Linked DNA regions of Oncorhynchus mykiss: region 1 is linked to region 2. A link is a contact called in public Hi-C data. All regions are on one chromosome and are shown on one strand. The core of a region is the stretch at or near the end of the contact, and the rest is flanking DNA. Distances in the headings are between cores, read along the strand shown.

Evidence for each region. A called contact is a pair of places that touch in the nucleus more often than the background predicts.
Region 1: a contact with region 2 is called in a Hi-C map of liver, with 9 times the contacts expected there. A contact is called at or near these places in 3 of 3 Hi-C or Micro-C datasets (blood and liver).

Annotation. Positions count from the first base shown.
Region 1 is chr6:68,091,133-68,097,198 of USDA_OmykA_1.1, forward strand. It overlaps adam10a (disintegrin and metalloproteinase domain-containing protein 10), which reads left to right. Exons shown (of 16, transcript XM_021607380.2): 4 at 2,117-2,275. Among protein-coding and RNA genes, the nearest start is that of trnar-acg, 26 kb to the right of the region's middle.
Region 2 is chr6:68,002,636-68,009,291 of USDA_OmykA_1.1, forward strand. adam10a (disintegrin and metalloproteinase domain-containing protein 10) reads left to right here and starts at 4,393. Exons shown (of 16, transcript XM_021607380.2): 1 at 4,393-4,590. The coding sequence starts at 4,527. It overlaps mindy2 (ubiquitin carboxyl-terminal hydrolase MINDY-2), which reads right to left and starts at 18. Exons shown (of 9, transcript XM_021607378.2): 1 at 1-18.

The sequences.
Region 1 (6,066 bases), core at 2,204-4,703, 88 kb after region 2:
ACATTCATTTTCTCATTTGCCCCTCATAAAGACCAGCAGACTCCACTCTCCTTACTTCACATTAGCCCACTTAGCACTTTGGGGACCAGGCATTTTCATGAACTAAATTAGGTGGTTACCTTGGTCCCAGTCTACTGGAATTCCCATAATTGGAGTGAAGCTGCTTGTATCTGGACTGCAGTAGGGTTTCTGATTAGGTACAAGGGTAAAGAATATTCAATTCCCACTGTCTATACGGCCACATTAACCCAGCTCTCATTAGTGTTGCGTGTTCTATTCTCTCCTTCTCTGATACAAAAGTCTTGTCAGTTGCCCTTGGGAAGCGCCGTATTCTCCTGACTTAAACTAGGAATTTTTAGTACTCCCTTTGCTGAGGCTGTGAGGGTATCCGTGTCTGAGTTCTGAGCACTCCTTGGCACAATAATCAGACTTGATCCATATGTGCACAGAGGATGGGTCTAACCCCTCTGCACTGGCCTTTCATGCCCAGATAAAGGGCTTCCTCTCTGGGAAAATGCGCTGTGCCTTCTGGAGATCAGAAGGGGGAATCTGTCCCTGAAATTATATCAAAACCATAGGGCCCTCTTTAATGTTACCAAGAGCTGCCCAGTATAAAACAACAGATTAAATTGGTCCTCGCTCTGATCTCCAAGCTGTCCGTGGGGAAAGTATTATTCATGTATTATTATGAAGAAAATGGGACAGCAGAAATGACACATGAAGTCATCTAATGTGACAGTTATTACTGTCAATGAATGGTCTCAGCATAGCTCAACATTCCTTTCTCTAGTATCCTGCTGATTTTGTTTAGATGGTGGTAATCTAGTTTACAGTACAGTATTATTTTGAGCAAGCACCTCGGTTATTGACTGTGGTTTCCTATTACTCTAATCTAATATGTGCCTAATGTACAGCAGTAGCATTAATGGAAAGCACGTTCTGTTTTTCTCACTTTCAGTATCAAAACTGCTACAAATACCAGTTAGTGTCCCAGTGTTTTCTGACAAACTGCATGGCTAGGGCCTGAAAAAACCAGAGAGGACTCTGGGCCCTTGGAGCACAGACAGATATTTAGGGAGAAAGAGCTGGATGCTCCATGGGACAGCTGTGTGTTCTGCTGCTCTCGTTATCTCCAGCAGGAGAGCAGAGCAGACGGCCCCCAGCGGGCCTACTGGGCCTCTTTCCTCTGGAAACAGAAACCTAACTATGGAGAGAGGCTGGCTGGCTGGTTGGCTGTGTTTCTCTGTCTACGCTAAACTGCAATGGTCCCTCAGGATAGCTATGAGACAAACGCTCCAACATTTTCGCAACCAATACAGAACTGAGGAGAGCAGCAGATAAAATGAAGTTGGGCTTCCCTATCCTGAGGAAAACAAGTCTTATTCTCTCCCTGATTTAGTTATCTTCTCCCATTGAGTTGCCAGTCATCTGTCCTTTTCAATTATAGCCCTCCAGAGTCTGCATTTTTTATAACACAGGTTTAATTGGGAGTTATAGTTTTTCTTCCAACCTGCATAGCTGCTGATGGAAAAGGTTTTTCAAGGTGCTTGCTCTTGACAAACACTGAATTAAAAACCATTCCTTTTCGTCGGCCAGACTTTCTCTGTCTGGTTCAAAGGCGGATGATGTTTAATAGACTCTGCTATGCCCTGACAGCGTTTTGTTTTATTCCCTCTTACTCCCTTTATCCTTCTTTCTCACTGGTTCCTTGATTCTTCAAGCTTTAGTTGTGCCTTTTGCGTAAGAAACTATTATTTGGTTTTCCCTGACACTAACCAGAGTCCAAGCTCTTATTACTAGTCATTATTTGTCTGATTTCAAGGTCAGATGAGGGGAGCAGGGATGAGTCTTTATGATCCAGACAGACCGGGATATGTTTCGTTCCACCCTGACTCTGTCCAAGACGGTATTCCCCCCAGGAACAGCTCACGGTCTACCATCTGCTCAATGTCTAGAGCTGTGTGTGTGTGTGTCCGCATGATGTTCTGTTTGTCAGCTTGCATTGGTCTGTATGTTTTGAGTGTTTCTCTCACACGTTGAGCATTGACTTTCTTCCTAACCCCAACTGACTAGAGTGGAGTTGACCACCCTTCCTGACCTTGTCTTTCTCGTCCAGGTGAGAAGGGCACTTTGACCCACGGCTCGGTGGTGGACGGCAGGTTTGAAGGCTTCATCCAGACCCACCAGGGCATGTACTACGTGGAGCCCTCGGAGAGGTACCTCAGAGACAAGGACGTGCCCTACCACTCAGTCATCTACCACGAGGGGGACATCAGTGAGTATACTTGATTCACTGCTCTCCTCTACCAGTCACCCTGCAGTCCTGCTGAAGTAATGGTGCCAACATCACAGCACTAAAATGAGTTCTACCTATTACATTAATGACAGCCATATTTTATAGACTTAAAGGACATGTTCTTTAATGCTTTTGCTATATTGATTCAGACAATATTGGCCATATACAGTATGACTCTGGGTGTGCGTATAAGTGTTGATCATTTTTTAGGGATCTAGCTTTAGAAATTAGGGGTTCATTATCCTATTCAGCAGTTGGAATACAATTTTGTTCCAAATAACACACATTTTGTGCAGGCAAATATGGTTATTATTGGATACACAGTGGATGGCTTGTTAACACCACAGTATTGTCAGTGTTATTCGCTTTGAAAAGCCATTTTTTCTGCCATGAGCATGAAATGGATTGAATTGGCTGTAGCAGCTCTAAATAGCTTTACCATGGCTGTGCTCTTTTTAATTACAGTTGTGTTCAGCCACTGACAGCAATGACTAATCCATGCTGGCTCGTCTGTCCCAGCTTTTCTCTTTCCACCTCTGCTACATACACATCCCACCCTATCATAGAGAACAGTAGGCGTCACTGTGACAGGACAGGGACTTTAGGTAGTGACACTGAAAGGCGATTCTCTGCTGTAGGTATTTCTTGAGAGCAGCGATATGGACGATGATGGATGGATGGATGTGTGCCTAAATGGGCTGAAGGATGGGGGGTGGGACAGGACAGGTTTCTCTAGGATTGGAGGTAAGGTCTTCAAGGCTGTGGAGTGCATACTGAGCAGAGTGGAGGTCTACGGTTCAATTACAATGCAGAGCTGTCAGAGGAGAGGTCTATCCAAGGGGAGTTTACATTGGGCATTTAGCCAGGAATAAGGTCAAGTTAAGGTCATGTCAGATGAACTGTGGAATGAGTCTGAGCCAGAGGAAGGAGAGCTGAGGAAGGTTGCACTGGGACACTGCGGCAAGACACACACACACACACACACACACACACACACACACACAGGGGTTTGGGTTAGGCTGAGCCCTGATGATTGATGTGGAGTCAGGATGAGACACCAATTCCAGTGCCAGGGAGTGAGTGATCTTCCTTAGCAACCAGCCCACCAATTCCAGGTTGATCTGAGGTGTGGGTGTGGGCTAAGTTCCAGTGACCCCACTCCCATCCCAGTACAGGCCAGAGAGCAGCCCCCTCAGGCAGGCAGGGAGGAATCAGCGTGGAGGCCCACCCTGTGTTACTTGGCCCTCTTTTCCTCAGATGGGTCTGATTCACAGCCAGCCTGCCTGTTGACACACAGGCACACCCAGCCCAGCATGAGCCTGCAATCAGAGAACCTTTCTCTCACGCTTTGTCTCCACAATGTAGGCCTACTCTCTCTTTCTCCTTTCCCTTTTCATTTTCTATGTATGTATGAGGTGTCAAGAAAGCTCTCACACTATTCCTCCTCCCATCCCTCTCTTTCTGTCTGTTTATCTGAGGGTGTGAACAGAACCTTTTTGTTCCTCTTCCCTTTCTCTGTCTCAGTGTCATCCAATAACAGGCTGTCACCTGAACCCCTCAATAGTACTGCAGGGCTTGGTGACTGCCACAGTACCGGATTTGAGGTAGTTATGCCCTACCTATTATTTGTGCTCGTCACATTTTTCTTCTTCTTTCCTTAGCAGATCATATTGCCTGAGACATTACATGAAGGGCCCCATTTCATATTTTTTTCCTTCACTACTCTATGAAGTGAATGCCGATACCCCAAACAGCGATTTTCTGTCAAGTCATGCTGCCGTGTGAAGTCCGGTCATAGCACTGATGGCAGCTCTCTTATAAAGACACTCTTACCTCATTTGTGCCACCAGGCCCCATTATGGGTTAACATGCTCCACACTGCCTCCTTGTGGTGCATCATATTTATATTTGCATAGCGTGTCATGTTATCAGCAGTACATTAACACATAGTTGAGTCATTTATTAATCTGACTTTGGCTACATTCCTATGACACAATGACGTATCAAATCCATATTGATACAAGGGGACTGGATAAAGACAATCTTCCATTAAACTTGTTTGAGAACTTCATTCCATTTACGTTTTTGTCATTTAGCAGATGCTCTTACCCAGAGCGACTTACAGAAGTAATTAGGGTTAAGTGGCTTGCTGATGGGCACATTGTCAGATTTTTCATCCTTGTTGGGTCGGGGATTTGAACCAGCGACCTTTCGGTAACTGGCCCAAAGCTCTAACCACTAGGCTACCTGCCGCTGCATCCCATTCAGTGTAACATTCAGGTTTCAGCAGTTGTTTTAGTCAAACTGCTGTTCCTGAGAATGTGTCTTTATCAACCCATTAATGAGTCTCTCCTCACAGATATCCTGTCTGCACTTGGATGTTTTCAGACATCAAAGACACACTTCAAATACTCTTCAAACAGGTTCATTTTGTGGCGGAGGCTTTTTTCCTTGAAGAAACTGTGGCACCTAATTTTAGAATTCTCTTTCCTGTTGAAGCCGGGGTTGGTGAGCGAGAGGAAGGACAAATGGTGGAGGGATGGAATGAAGAATGAAAAGGCGTGACTGACTCTGTGACTCCCATTTCCACCGGCTTTCACAACTTTGCCTTTCTTCGCTTCTTGTTCGCAAAGGCCTTTTGATTAGCATCTGAATGAGAGGGCATTCACTGCAGGGACAATGACAGCTTTCTGTCTGGAAATAGAGAACACATTGTCAGGGCAGAACTTTTCTGGTCCAGTACAGTACAGAGCCATTCTCCTCAATTGACAACGGGGGACAGGTTGACCCTGAGCCCACTCTCTCCCCCTCCAACCGGTTGACCTGACTGCCCACTAGTGGCGCTTTGTGTTGACTCATCATATGATATGCAAAGCAGAATGCAAATGAACTGCGGTCAGTCAATCGTGCTGTAAGTGGGGCCAGGCTTTAAGGAACACCATTCTGATCCTGCAGCACTTATCTTGACTTTGAATAAAAAAGCGAAATATAAATAAAATAATGTGCCAAAATAATTCCTTTACCACTTTTCTGCCATCGAAGAGTGTGAATTAAAATGTCTGTTTGTACAAATTTGTCTGAGGAGAGCAGGTTATGAAGGTTGAGGGAGTGTGAAACGCTGGCTGAGTGTATTGTTTACTTGTATGTCGCAGAGCTGTGTGTGTGTGTGTGTGTGTGTGTGTGTGTGTGTGTGTGTGTGTGAGTGCTTTTGTTGGGTCTGAGTTTGTGTTCTTTGGGACTGAGTGCGTTTCGAGGTGTATTTGTCGGCACTGTGTTCTCATTACAGCAATGTGTGTTCTTTAGGACTGTGTTTCTGGGATCTGAGTGTGTATGTTCCTTGAATTTCCTTGGGGAGAGTGTGTGTGTTCCTGTGTGCCGGTGTGTGATAAAAGGAGGTGAAAGCGTTGCTGTCGCTGGCAGACAGAGTGACATGCCCGTTGGCTTGTGGCGGTGGCATTTCTGCTCCCGTCATGCAGGCTGGTGACCGACAGGTTAATTTGGGAGGCTTATAACAGCAGCTCTGCTGCGCCATGTCCTCCCAGCACTGCCAGACTCAGCCTGAGGGCTTTGAGGACTAACCACTCACGAGGACTAAGTCTCACTCACAATACGTCTAAATGATGCCTATAAGGACTTTGAAGAATAGGACTGTGTACTGAGTGTTATGTCTTTATGTCTTTATGTCTTTATATGTATATATATATTTTAAATCTTATCTTCTTGTAATAAAATTTGTATTTTTTTTCGCCCCTTTTTTCTCCACAATTTCA
Region 2 (6,656 bases), core at 3,143-5,642:
AAATGCCTCTTCAGGCCAAGGAGAGGCAGTAGAGAATAACTGGAGACGTGAGTGCTGATTTTCATAATTTGGGTGTGTTCTGTTCATTTTTAATCCGTTTTCAACATATTGCAATGCTTTCTCGGCATGGTTTCCTGTCATTTTTACATTAATATTAATTGGCCCCCACGATTAAATCGGGGAGGGGACTGTGGATCTATCTGTCTCCATCCTTTCGTTTATATGTTCATTTTAATCACATGCGATTTCTCAGAAAGCACTGGGCCGATTTGAACGAAATTTGGGTGAATAATGAGTCTTGCCATAGAGAGCAGGCATTTACAAAATTACTCTGATTGGCCAGATGGTGGCTATAATAAGAGATTGAAAATGCAAATTTCGAAGGTCTCCTCACCCTGTTTGACCTAAAGTCATGAAATTCGGTACATAGGCCCCTCTCCTCACAAGGAACACATTTGCATCAGGGACCCATAAGGTCCGCCACGTTGGATTTTCCGCAATTTAGAATTTTGTGAAAAACACTTAAAATGCTACTTTGCTGGCACTGAATGGCCGATCTGCACACAACTTTACATATGGAATTTATGGACAAAGGTCTCTTAATGCAATATTTTCCAGACTAGTACCGAAAACAACATGGCCACTATTGACCAATAAACGTTCACCTATGCATGGCCTGGCACTTAAATGCATATACATCAGTCAAGGATATTCATATTGTAACACAAGTTGTTGCACATGCTGCAAACACTGTCAAGACTCAACATATGCAAGAACATAGTGATGGGTCGTTCGCGAACGAGTCGGCTGTTGTAGGTGAACGTTGGGAGCACGCTCGCACATCAGAAGAGCCGAATCTATTTATAAAAATATACAAAAAAATAAGTTATGAATAATCAAAAGATTTAAATGAATAGAATTAACTAATTCAAAGAACGAAAATATAAATAAAATAATATAGGCCTAAATTCTCAAGAGCACACACATTCGTTATGTCTGCTCAGACTAACAGCCTCACCTGTTGTTCCTGTCAATCAGACACGCAGTGTCAACCAAAGATGCGCGAGGGAGGACCGAGCCAACTCACTCACAGTCACACACTTAGAAGCCGAGGAGAGAGAGTAAGGAAGGACAGCTGTAAAAACAACAGCTGGAAAATGAGTCGGAAGCACAGTAGCATTTGGATGCATTTTAATAATGTAGACAATGTTAGAGCACAGTGTAGAATTTGCCAAAACAAAATCTCATATAAAGTTGGTTCTAGCACAACCTACACCGGCATATGCGAACTGTGCACCCAACTGTGAAGCTAGCTGTAGAGGAGCTTCAAAAAACTAGCGGGCCTGCTAGTGATAGTGGTGGAGCCAACACCTCCACACGTGGAGATGTATCCACTCAGTCAAGTAGGCCTACTCCACGACACACAGCAACGCAGTCTTCTATGAACCAGTTTATGCCAATGTCTGTAGCAAAACAAGGCCACATTTATATTGCATTGGCTAAAATTATTGCCACCGATTTCCAGACATTTTCGATTGTGGAGGACAGAGGTTTTAGAAATGATAGCAATAGTCTAAATCGAATGTATACAATTCCAAGCCGGAAAACCCTTTCAAAATCACTTATTCCACAACTTTACGAGAGCACACAGGCGTCAGTGCGGGAAAGAGTCCAAAAAGCTACTGCTGTTTGCCTTACCACTGACTGCTGGACATCAAGGGTAACCACTTCTTACATGTCGGTTACATGTCACTTAATTGAAGATTTTTCGATGTCTAGCTGTCTTCTGGACTGCTTTGAGTTCAGCGACAGACACACCTCAGAGAACTGTTGAGAGGAACTGTTTAGAGTGGCCAGGGAATGGCAAGTATATGGAAAAGTGGTATGTTGTGTTAGCGACAATGCAGCTAACATAACCAAAGCCATGAAAATGTTTAAATGTACCCATCATCCATGTCTTGCCCACACAATCAACCTGATTGTAAGAGATGCTCTGAAGGTGACGGACAAAGTGTGGACAAAGTGAAAGCATCTGTGGAATACTTCCACTGGAGCACAGTAGGTACTGAAAAACTAAAGTTTACACAAAGCCAGATGGGATTGCCTGAGCTGAGGCCTAAACAAGACTGCACAACAAGGTGGAATTCAACATTTTATATGTTGAAGCGGTTTCTTGAGTCAAAGGATGCCATCATCTCTAACCTGGCCATTGTCAGGGTAGACATGTGCACCTGTTGATGCTCTGACCCAAGATGAATGGGAGGTGGTGGAGGCAGTGTGCAGAGTCCTGGAACCCTTTGGCAGGTCACTGTGGAGATCAGTGGAGAGAGGTACAGTAAGCAGTTATTACTACATCATTATTTAATCCAGTATTATATATGTATATGAGCAGTAGATGAGAATGTAGTATCAGTAGACAAAACATGAACCTGAACTAATAAGTTACTGTTCTCTCTTTTCAGCTATGTGACAGCCTGAAAAATGATACTCCTGTGTAAGGGTCTGCAGCGAATCACAGCCAGCCGCTAGAGAGAAGCAAATGTAACCACAGGACATGTGACAGTGTTGATGGACACCCTACGTTCATCAATGGACAGAAAGTTCCACAGAATGGAATATAATCACGTGCTATCAGAAACCACTGCACTTCACCCCAGGTTTAAGAAGTTAGCTTTCAGTGATGCCAGAGCGATTGATGAGGTTCTTCAAAGAATAACCTCAGCAGCAGGGAGGGACAGCCCCAGCAGTCAGCTGGCTCAGGCATCAGGGCAACAGGAATAAGAGGGATCAGATGGAGCAGAAGCACCAGCAGTAGTACCACAAACGTCTGCTGTTTGGATGTTGTTTGACGAAAGAGCAACTGGGGATGCAGCACGAAGGAATCCCTCAGCAGATGCCATTTTATTAATTTTTATTTCACCTTTATTTAACCAGGTAGGCCAGTTGAGAACAAGTTCTCATTTACAACTGCGACCTGGCCAAGATAAAGCAAAGCAGTGCGACAAAAACAACATCACAGAGTTACACATAAACAAACGTACAGTCAATAACACAATAGAAAAATCTATGTACAGAGTGTGCAAATGTAGAAGAGTAGGGAGGTGTCACGCCCTGGCCATAAAGAGGCTTTTATTCTCTATTTTGGTTAGGCCAGGGTGTGACTAGGGTGGGCATTCCAGTTTCTTTATTTCTATGTTCTCTATTTCTTTGTGTTTGGCCGGGTGTAGTTCTCAATCAGAGGCAGCTGTCTATCGTTGTCTCTGATTGAGAACCATACTTAGGTAGTTATTTTTCCATCTGTCTTTGTGGGAAGTTGACTTGGTTTAGGGCACATAGCCTTTGAGGATCGTGGTTGTAGTGTTATTTGTTTTGTTCTGCGTCATTTTGATTAATAAATGAAAATCTGCATCATTCATGCAAATGACATTTACTGTTGCCTTGTTAATTTATTTTCATTTTTATATGAATAGAATTCTAATGGCTGAAGTAATACCTTCACAAAATGTGTGTGCGTGCACAGGGAAGGAAGAGGTGCGTAGGTCTTCATCACCTTGTATCTGGTAGCAGCAGCAGACTGACAAGTTGAGGTTTCCAGTTCAGTCAGTGTAGTGGCTTTTTTTTAGCCACACAGTGGCAGAAGCTACACAGTGAAAAGATCAACGCTGTATGTCTGATGTACAGTATGTCTATGGGAAATAAGAGACGCATTTTTTTGCAGTCAATAGTTGGTGTTACAAGGAGTGCGTTTTCGCTAACCCTTTCCTAACCATATCCTTAATCTAATTATTCTAACCTGCTACGTTAATTCTCCTAACCTGCTATATAAGTTCTCCTAACCTGTTATAAAACAGTCACCTCTGGTTGTAGATGTATGGAAGTGGCTGTTTTTAGGGAATCTCAACAAAGACGATCAGCGCAGAGGCAAATGCAGAGAACAAGCAAGGGCAGGTGTAGGTAGCCAGGACATGTTATGTAGGCACATTCAACAAAGTCACAGTTTTCAAAAAACAAAGCTACACCTCACAGCACAACGCCTCTCCCCCACGTGACATACTTGTTGCTTGAATGTGCTAACATGTATGTGCAACTGATAGCTGCACACACTCAAAACATGTTAATGTTTTTAAATGTATGCAAAAGTATTTTGTCTGTAATGTCTCTTTCGTTATATGTCGAAAGACTAGCTGTCACCATTGGCGTTGTCTAATGGGATACTAATAAATAAATACAATTAATGTGTAGGCTAACTTGATATTGAAAAGTGGTTTGGCTTGTCGCTGTTGAATTTATTATACTTTAATTGTTTTCAACAAATATAAGCGGCCCTATCAAATAAAAGTAAACAAGTTTTGTTGCGCTAGTGAGGTAGGAGGGACTACTAGTACTTGCCTGCGCTTGACGTCAGGCGGTTGGAGACAAGCGGTGAAAGGCGGTTGTGAAGGTACTGCCATAAACAGAGCGCAGACTGCGCCTTTAAGAAGTGCAAATCGAAACAGTAAAGCATTCGCGGTGTCAATGTACTAACAATGAATTTAATCGATATGGTCTTGATTCAATTCTTGCTGTTTAATGGCATATGGACCATTAAAGGTAAGTTTGGGCATTCTGATTCATACAGAAAGAAAAGTGTTTCATCGCTAGCTAGCTCGCTAATCGGATTGAGGAAATGGTAGCAAGCGAGCTAGGCTAGCAGCGTTAACGTTACCTAGCTGGGAGGGGTCCAGCTCCTGTTTTTTATTTTTTACATTTATGGTTCCGCTAGGACTATATCGAGAGAGCCTACGAAAGGTCCACCAAGTGAAATAAGAATGTAACGGTGATGGATAATTTTCTTAAGACATTCTCAACTATATAGAATGTAATGTTTACTAAAAGTTATATAGTATCAACATACTAGTCCTCATCACTGCAGTTTCAGTCACGCACTATTAGTTCTGAGAGTCTAGTAATGTTAGTGGTTCCCAAACGTGAAATGGGTTACCCTGAGACAGTGATCTTATCAAACAAATTAAGAACTTTTTTTGTCTTCAACTCGGTTTAGAATACAACTGGTTTGTGTCGACTAAGACCTCTTACGCTATTAGAATGTACTTTCATAGTTCTGGACATCCGGCAGGACCTAAAATTGAGTAAATATGAACACACAGCATTCACTAACGTTGGGGGGTATACTTTTTCCAAATGGGGTCCTCTGTATATTCTAGTGTCAATTTAGGGTCTTGTGCAGTAAACGTTTGGGAACCCCTGGTCTAGTAGCAAGTTCATTTGTATAGATGTTTGCTGGCAAAGTGATTACATGCTAATGTACAGAATTTTCTAGCTATTTCGACAGAAATGAAAAGGCTAATCACACATTGTGACACTGTAAATTACAATTGTCATTCTCATGATATGCCCACTCGCTGACTTTCTTTCTTTTTGTATTTTACACAGCCTAGCTAGATCTCTCTGGCTCTGATGCAAACATGACTTGATTTATATGGTAGGCTACATGTAGTTAGTGATCTGTATTTTCATCATTCTAATCTGATTTGAATTCATTCAGCACTCAGACCTCCTGAAAACATGACACATATAGACAGGATGTCCCCTGTGATGTAGTAGCGTGCATTAGAATATACTTTTACTGACCCATGTAGGCTATTTCATAAACATGGCATCAAATGTTTGACTTCATTATTCTTCGCCCTGTTAAGGTCCCACTCCATCTGGGTCTGACTACCGCTGAGTTGACTATACGCCTCATCTGTCTGACATCGAATGCATTTTTCATTTCCCTCACCTGTTTGCCATGGGATAAAAGACATATGCCGGGTCTGTTTTTTTTTTTACCTGCTCTGATGGTCTGTTTTTTTCGTGTGTGTGAACACAAAGTGAGTCATTGATCTGCCTGAAGCTGCTGTGGGCCTTGTGTTCCCCTGAGCATTGAGCTCCCCTGCAACTCCTAACTGGTGTCCTGTTTGTTTGTTCAACGATGGAAACAGAAACATTCCACTGCAGATTTAGTGTTTCAGAGATGGCAAGGGCTGCTTAAATGATCAGGACTTGGATTTTATTTGCTCCTCATAAATTGTTATTGTGTTGTTAAATCCCCATATTGAAATTACTAGTGCATAATTTATCATCCTAATTAATTATTTTGTTTGATTCCACTTGAACTCTCATTAGCTGATAAAGTAGAATGAACCATGTTTCATGGCTCTCCTCGGTGAGCTAATATTCCCACTCATTTGCATTAATCATGGGTGTTTGTTGACTTATGTTATTCATGATGGCCAAGTTTGAACCTTTCATTTTCCTATTTGTCTTTTAGTACAGTAATGACTCCAATCCATACAAGGGAATGGGACATGCACTCAAATTCTAATACTGTAAAAGTACATCCTTCCTCCCTGTCTTCAACTGTCCTTATGGTGATGAGTCTTCTCATGTGGTTTGATTCGTGAATCAACTCAATGTTACGCCATATAGGTTTTACCTACCCTACCGTGTCTGATCACGGTTCATTTGAAGGGTGTAAAGAATAATGCTTTAAACCATGCCTTCAGCATTGAATTGGTTCACCCAATGTTATGTTGGGTCAGATAGTAATTTTGATGTCAGGGATGGCAGAACTAAACAGAGCAGCAGCAGAGCTCTGTGTGAGGCACATGTTC